Linked DNA regions of Mus musculus: region 2 is linked to region 1. The links are chromatin contacts, called in public HiChIP or PLAC-seq maps. All regions are on one chromosome and are shown on one strand. The core of a region is the stretch at or near the end of the contact, and the rest is flanking DNA. Distances in the headings are between cores, read along the strand shown.

Region 1 (3,276 bases), core at 148-2,647:
ACCTGTAATCAAGATAATTTTTTGGGGGGGTGATGGTGTCTTTTGTTTATTTGTGCATTTATTCTCAAATGGATCCAGAGAGCCCCTATAAAGCTAGTTACACCAGTCACTTTGTGAGATGTTGTATATTATTAAAACATCAGAATATTAAATCTGGTGAAACCCACTCTCCAGGCTCTTTGAAGAGCTCCTCCTTTCTCTGCCCTTCATCCTGCCTAGATTGTTGTGGTTGCACTGGGTTAATGTTTTGCTCCTACCTCGAAGTTGAAGGAGTCATCTGCCTTTCCTCTCACAGGCAGGCTGTTTGTCAGTTCTCCCTGGGATTCGGGGTGGGTAAGAACGATTTATGATGAAAGGCAGTTTTACTCACATTGTGCGTTGTCCCAGGAGGCTGAAGTTGACTGATGATGATGTAACCTTTAATATCCACAAGCTTTTTTAACCCCACATTTGGTTTATTTAAGTTAATACCATTGGGTAGTTGCCTGTTTTGATTTTCCCCAAATCTTTGAACTTTGCTCGCTCTTTATTCTTGGTAAACCCAGGCTCTGCCCTTACCATTCTCCTTGCTTTCTTTTGGGATTTGAAGATTATAAGTCTGCTTTGGTGTGGAAGGGACATTTGTGGACATTTTGCCCCCACAAAAACCTCCACCTCAAAATTACTGATATATAGTCACGAAACAAACTTCTTGAGATTTCCAGTTACAGGATGGAGGAAAGATAAATCAGTAGGAGTCATGTCCCCTTGTCATGGAACCTAGTCTTTGACCTTCAGGGTTAGGAAACCTGACAGTCACCACTGCTTTGTTCTTGGTCCTTAATTCGTTGCATGAGATGCCAGTGTGGGATGTGTTAGGTTTGCAGGGCTAGCTTGCTGTGGCCTAGGGGGTTACTATAGTAACACTGGGCTTCCAGGTATTCATGTGGGTGGTGTCAAGAACTGGGAATGTTTCCAAAATGTTCTCAGTGTTCCACAGTCCCCTTGGGGTCAGATTCATTTTATGCTGTCATGGGGTGAGGCAAGGGCCATGAATTTGAGGTGACAATCCATCAGCTATCAGAAGCCAAGTTGCGTTTTCTGTTAGTAAGTCACAGTTTTGAACCTGGAAGGAAGCCAATGTAGTTTCACAAGTCTCAACTTCAAAGCCTCAGGGGGAAAATGTGGCCTGGTTTCAGCTAGATCAGTCAGCTGTAACTTGCTATAGATACAGAAAACTGCACATGGTCACTGTAGAGAATCAGAAAGTAAAGCAGAAATACCAGTGAGGGCATCACCTGTTCCTGGGACTGCCACAATCTTGCATATTCTTGTGATGATTTTTCTGTGTGTCCACATGAGGATGTAACTATTATTACTAAAATGATATCATTGTGTGCACACATCCTGCCAACTGTTTCATTGGTCAACTGTTGCTTTAACTGTGTACTACTAGTCAAAGGGCAGCCAATTGCTTCCAAATTTACAACTACCTTCTTGCAAAAATCCAATCTGATACCACACATTGCATGCATGTGTTTGTTTGCTATAATCTACAGACAAGGAAAATTTCCATTATATCAGCATTTGTGTAGGAGCATGCAAATACTGAGTACTTTATCTTATCAAAAAAGGATTCTAACTGATCTGATAAAACAGCAGGAGCTTTGAGGGACTTGGCTGGCCTTCAGTGTATCAGACTCTAAAGTGAAGACTTTCTTATCAAGGAGCAATAGGACATTTAATCTGATATTAGAGACCCTGGGACTCAGCCCTATATGAAATCCTAGTTTCATTTTGTATTTCATATGACCAATTGTACTATACCCATGGGTGCTCCCTGGGTGGACCATTCAGTCAGTTGCTTTTTGGTGTGGGATTTTTCCCCCCCCTGGCCAAGAAGTAATAATTTTGCTTTGTACTTTTTTTCCTTTCTGGTGCTGTTTACTTAATTCTTTGAAACTCACTGTTAGACAGCTTGCCTAGGAAGGTCTTGCTAGCAGTATTGGAATCACTGAGCAAACTGAATGGCTTGCTGCAAAAATCCATTTTTTTTTCCTGGAACCAGGAAGCGGTGAGTCAGGCTGTTAGCCAGATTCTTTCATTCCATCGCTCACCTGGCCAGGGTGACCTGCTGCCTCCTCCCCTAGGCTGAAAACCACATTTGCAGTTTGGGGATTCTAAATCAGTGTCTTCTACTGCTTCTTTGAAGTTGGATAGTGTTATCTTAGAAACAATTCTTTTGAAGTATATTGATTTCTCCAAATCTCTAGGTTTGGCCCAGTTTCTTTGACAAAGGGTAGCATTGCTTTTTTTCTTCTTTCCTTTTTCTATGCATCCAAGACAATGCATAGAAACCACAGGCTTCCAAGAGCTCACCCAGATAACACAGGACTTTCTGACCCCAAAAGTCCATGGTCTCAAATTTCCTTCTGTGGTCATTTCTGTCTGACAAATCAATGTATTCCTTTTTGGCTTTTGATGTAAAAAAAAAATTCTAATTTTTGAAGTAGGACTTTAAATCCATGTTGAAGAGGGAGTAGAGCGCTTCCTATTTCTGTAACCCCACCTACTGAACAAGGTTCCCTGAGCTCAGTTTTCTCACTGGAGAAAACAAACAGGCTTTCACTCCCTTCAGAGAATTCATATAACAGAAACACTGTAGGCATCAAGTAAGACTTGTAAGGATTAAAAATAATTCAATATTTTAGCTCAGATTTTTGTTATCATGTGAAGTGAGTAACTGCTAGTTTTAGGAAATAGCTGACATGCTTTGAACATGTAGTGCAGACTAAAAATTGCTAGAGAACTTGAGCCATCAGGTCTCTGGCTATTTAGTGTAAGATGTGCAGACCTTGAAAACTCCCGGCAGCCTTCCAGGCAGAGACTGTTCTGCAAGGCTGGGCCAGGCTTCCCTGGAGGAAGGTGGAAGGGTTAAGAACCCTGTTTGTTGAGATCACTTTTCATTCCAGCAGGTGGTGGTACATGCCTTTAGTCCTAGTGCTCTGGAGGCAGTGGCAGGTGAGAATTGAGAGACAGAAAAACTGTCTCTTGAAAAACAACAATAACAAGCAACAACAACAACAACAACAACAAAAAAGGAAGCAAGAGCAGCCAGTTAGTGTCTCTTCACTATTCACCTGCCTAGGACATCATATATGTATGTGTATATATGTGCATATAATGTACATATATGTACACATATATGTATATGTGTATATATGTATGTATAGATATGTTATTTTAAAGTTTATATTTTGCTTTACTCTATTTGTAGTGTTTGATCTCTTCTGGAAT
Region 2 (3,144 bases), core at 465-2,964, 97 kb before region 1:
GTCTCCTTTTCCTCTCGTTTGTTGGTGGGCTTGTGGCTACCTGCATGGAGTAGCTACTGAGAATGAAACGTTGCCTTCTGCTTAGACAAACTCTGGCAAGCGGCCAGCAGGAGTTACCTTTGAAATACTTTCAAGTGAAAAGTTCTAAAAGAAGTAACGTTTGAGATGCTCAAAGGTGAAGAATTGGAGTCTCCCAAAAACGAAATCGGCATTTCAAATTGGCAAGACTGCCCCCTGGTGGCCAAATGCAAGCATTGGGAAATTCCAGGTTTGATTAATAATATTAAGTATTCATGAGTTTCTACAATCGACAGTTCTCAAGGGCACACACACAGGCACAATGCTAGACACATTGAAATTAGAAAGGCAGTTGCCTCAGAGGTTCAGACACTAGGATAACCAAACCACTGAAATACAATGGACAGAATCTGAAGTAAGTTTCAAAGGGATTGATTAGAACCTAGGTCTGGTGGAACAAACCCAAGTTCTGTAATAGATGGTGACCACAAAAACAAAAAAAACAAACAAACAAACAAAAAAAACAAAAAACAAAAAAACAAAAAAACAAAAAAAAACCGAAGGAAAGACAGCCAAATCTCAAGTTGTAGCAGCTGCTTTCACACCGAATTTCTTCAATCCCCCCAAAACTTTGTTTCAGATGTTGATCTCAAGTTTCCTAGGGGGATATTATGGTATCCTAACTGTGTTAAGGATACACAGCTGACAAGCTCTTACTTTTTGGTATATTATACACAGAGTGAAGTTGCTGAGAGTGTACAGTCACAAGCCAGTGTTGAACATGGGAGCAAAGTGGATTAAGGAAGGAGTTTTGAAGGGCTTGGTCCTTGGTGCATAAACCAAGTTAGCCAGGAATTCTTGTGAGCTTCAGTTATCTTGCCAGCAAAATTGTGTGGATAACAGTACTTCTTATGGTTGATGGCCAGCACGGAAGAAGGGATATATGGACCGATGTGCTAGTGAAAGGGATCGCCATTAAGCACAGGATTTTTTTTTTTTTTTTTTAGAAAAATACTACATACTCTAAGTTAGACTTGAACTTGATTCTGTTTCTAGAGGGCTAGGATTGCAAACATGCGTCACTAAGCCTGGTTGACATTCATCCTTGAACTATACAGGGTCGATGGCATGGCTCAGTGCCTAAAGCTCTTTTCCAGGCAAGCCTATTGATCTGAGTTCACTTCCTGGAACCCATGGCGAAGGTGGAAGCAGAGGCCAACTCCACATGGCCTCCACGTGTGTACCAAGGCAATTCTCCAACATCATGGCCACACATAATAACACATTAAAAAAGAGTTAAAGGGAGATATTCTGGGAAGAAAGCCTTCCTCCTTTAGGTAGCCGAATTGCAGCGGAGATAATGCTCTGGCTACTGGAGTCTCCCTGGGAACTAATAGAGCTGGAGGTGAGCTGCAGCACCCACTTGGCTGTTTTCATTTCTGGATAGTTCAGTGAACTCTCCAGACCAAAAGAGTCTTTATAATTTGATTTATGCCAGCCACTAAGAGGCAAAATAGAATTCAGAAATTTTACCTGAGAGTAAAAACAGCCCTGAGAGGCTGTTTCAAAAGTAGGGCAGGAATCTTGGCATGGTGTCTCTCTCCTTTAATCACAACATTTGGGAAGCACAGGCAACTGGTTCTCTAATTTCAGGGTCAGCGTGGTCTTTGTAAGTGAAATGGGACACGAAATCAAGTTAACATTTCTGCAGTGCCGTGTGTGACCACTAGGTGACACTGTTTCCTAAAATTTCTTAGGCTGTTTCCACTGCTGTAATTTTTGTTTTTGTTTTTGTTTTTTGAGACAAGATTTCTTATTGTAACAGGACTGTCTTGGAACTCACTCTGTTGACCACGCTGGCCTTGAACTCAGGAATCTGCCTGCCTCTGCCTCCTAACTGCTGGGATCAAAGTTGCATACTACCACACCCAGCCTGTAATTTTTTTTTTTTTTTGTAAATAACCTTCTTAAATTGACAAATCATTTTGCTTTTTAAAGAAGGAGATTAGAAGATTAAAAATGTGACATATAATATGTAAATTCTGCTCTATACAATATTATGGAGAAAAAGGTTTTAAAATATCACCATTAAAATAAAAAAAAAATTAAAACAAACAACACAAAACAAACAAAAGCCCAGAAACAATAGATTACAAGTTCAGGTAAATATTTGGAAATAATATCGCTCACTTTATATCATCGGTCAGGATGAAGCCACAATAAGAATTAGTAAGTCGTACTGAAGAATACTTGCTTTAAACTGTGTGTGTGACTGACTTCAGGAAACACACTCATTAAAGAGATGTGAAAAATACAAGAAAGATGGCATCATTTTTTAATGATATAAATAAACTGCGGAACCTTTAGCCTATTAAACATCATCAAAGACATCCAGTCAAGGTCACTGATAAAAATGAACTTCCTGCTTCTTTCCTTTAGAATAAACAGATCTATAAATTGAGACTTGAGGCCTACAGCTACAGGGAGCGCCCAGCAATAGCCACAACATGACAGCAGCAGTGGCAAGCACCTCCAGTCTTGCTCCTGTGCCTCGGGCCAAGCACAGATGTCCTGGCTCCTCACCCTCTTGTAAGCTTGCAGAAATGAGATGGCAGATACTCAGCCGCTCCAGGTTTTAATGGCTGTTTTCTGAACTTGGGTCAAGCACAGATGTCCTTATTTCTACCACCCAGCTGATCAGCCTGTTGATACATCTTGTGGTTTTAAGGCTTACTATCTTCAGGAGTGGACTTGTGGGAAGCATGGCGACCGTGTGCACGAGCACCAGAGGAAGCAGAACTAGGATGCGCTGTCAGGGCTGGGCTAAAGAGGCACTTAGAAACTGTTATAGGCCGGGCAGTGGTGGCGCACGCCTTTAATCCCAGCACTTGTGAGGCAGAGGCAGGCGGATTTCTGAGTTCGAGGCCAGCCTGGTCTACAGAGTGAGTTCCAGGACAGCCAGGGCTATACAGAGAAACCCTGTCTCGAAAAAACAAAACAAAACAAAATAACAACAACAAAAAGGAAACTGTTATAGATCCAGATGTGGATTCCTAGAAGGAACAGCTCCCACAGCAGCTGTGTAGCCCAGGCTCGTTCTGAGGACTTCATTGATCTGTTGCAAAA

The links. HiChIP or PLAC-seq counts read pairs in DNA pulled down with a chosen protein or histone mark.
Region 2: an H3K27ac HiChIP or PLAC-seq map of extraembryonic endoderm stem cells shows a contact between it and region 1. The contact joins two enhancer-like sites. A contact is called at or near these places in 20 of 484 Hi-C or Micro-C datasets (Sertoli cells, brain, embryonic stem cells and 6 more) and 6 of 115 datasets of contacts at active chromatin or transcription factors (cardiomyocytes, differentiating embryonic stem cells, embryonic midbrain and 3 more).

What each region holds. Positions count from the first base shown.
Region 1 is chr1:4,669,577-4,672,852 of GRCm38.p6, reverse strand. No RefSeq gene overlaps it. Among named protein-coding and RNA genes, the nearest start is that of Gm37323, 62 kb to the right of the region's middle. Within about 2 kb of position 1,397, at least 27 of the 459 cell types and tissues checked have an H3K27ac peak or open chromatin away from gene starts, as enhancers often do. A contact at or near this core is called in extraembryonic endoderm stem cells and liver, where this site is marked.
Region 2 is chr1:4,767,156-4,770,299 of GRCm38.p6, reverse strand. No RefSeq gene overlaps it. Among named protein-coding and RNA genes, the nearest start is that of Mrpl15, 17 kb to the left of the region's middle. Within about 2 kb of position 1,714, at least 10 of the 459 cell types and tissues checked have an H3K27ac peak or open chromatin away from gene starts, as enhancers often do. A contact at or near this core is called in extraembryonic endoderm stem cells and liver, where this site is marked.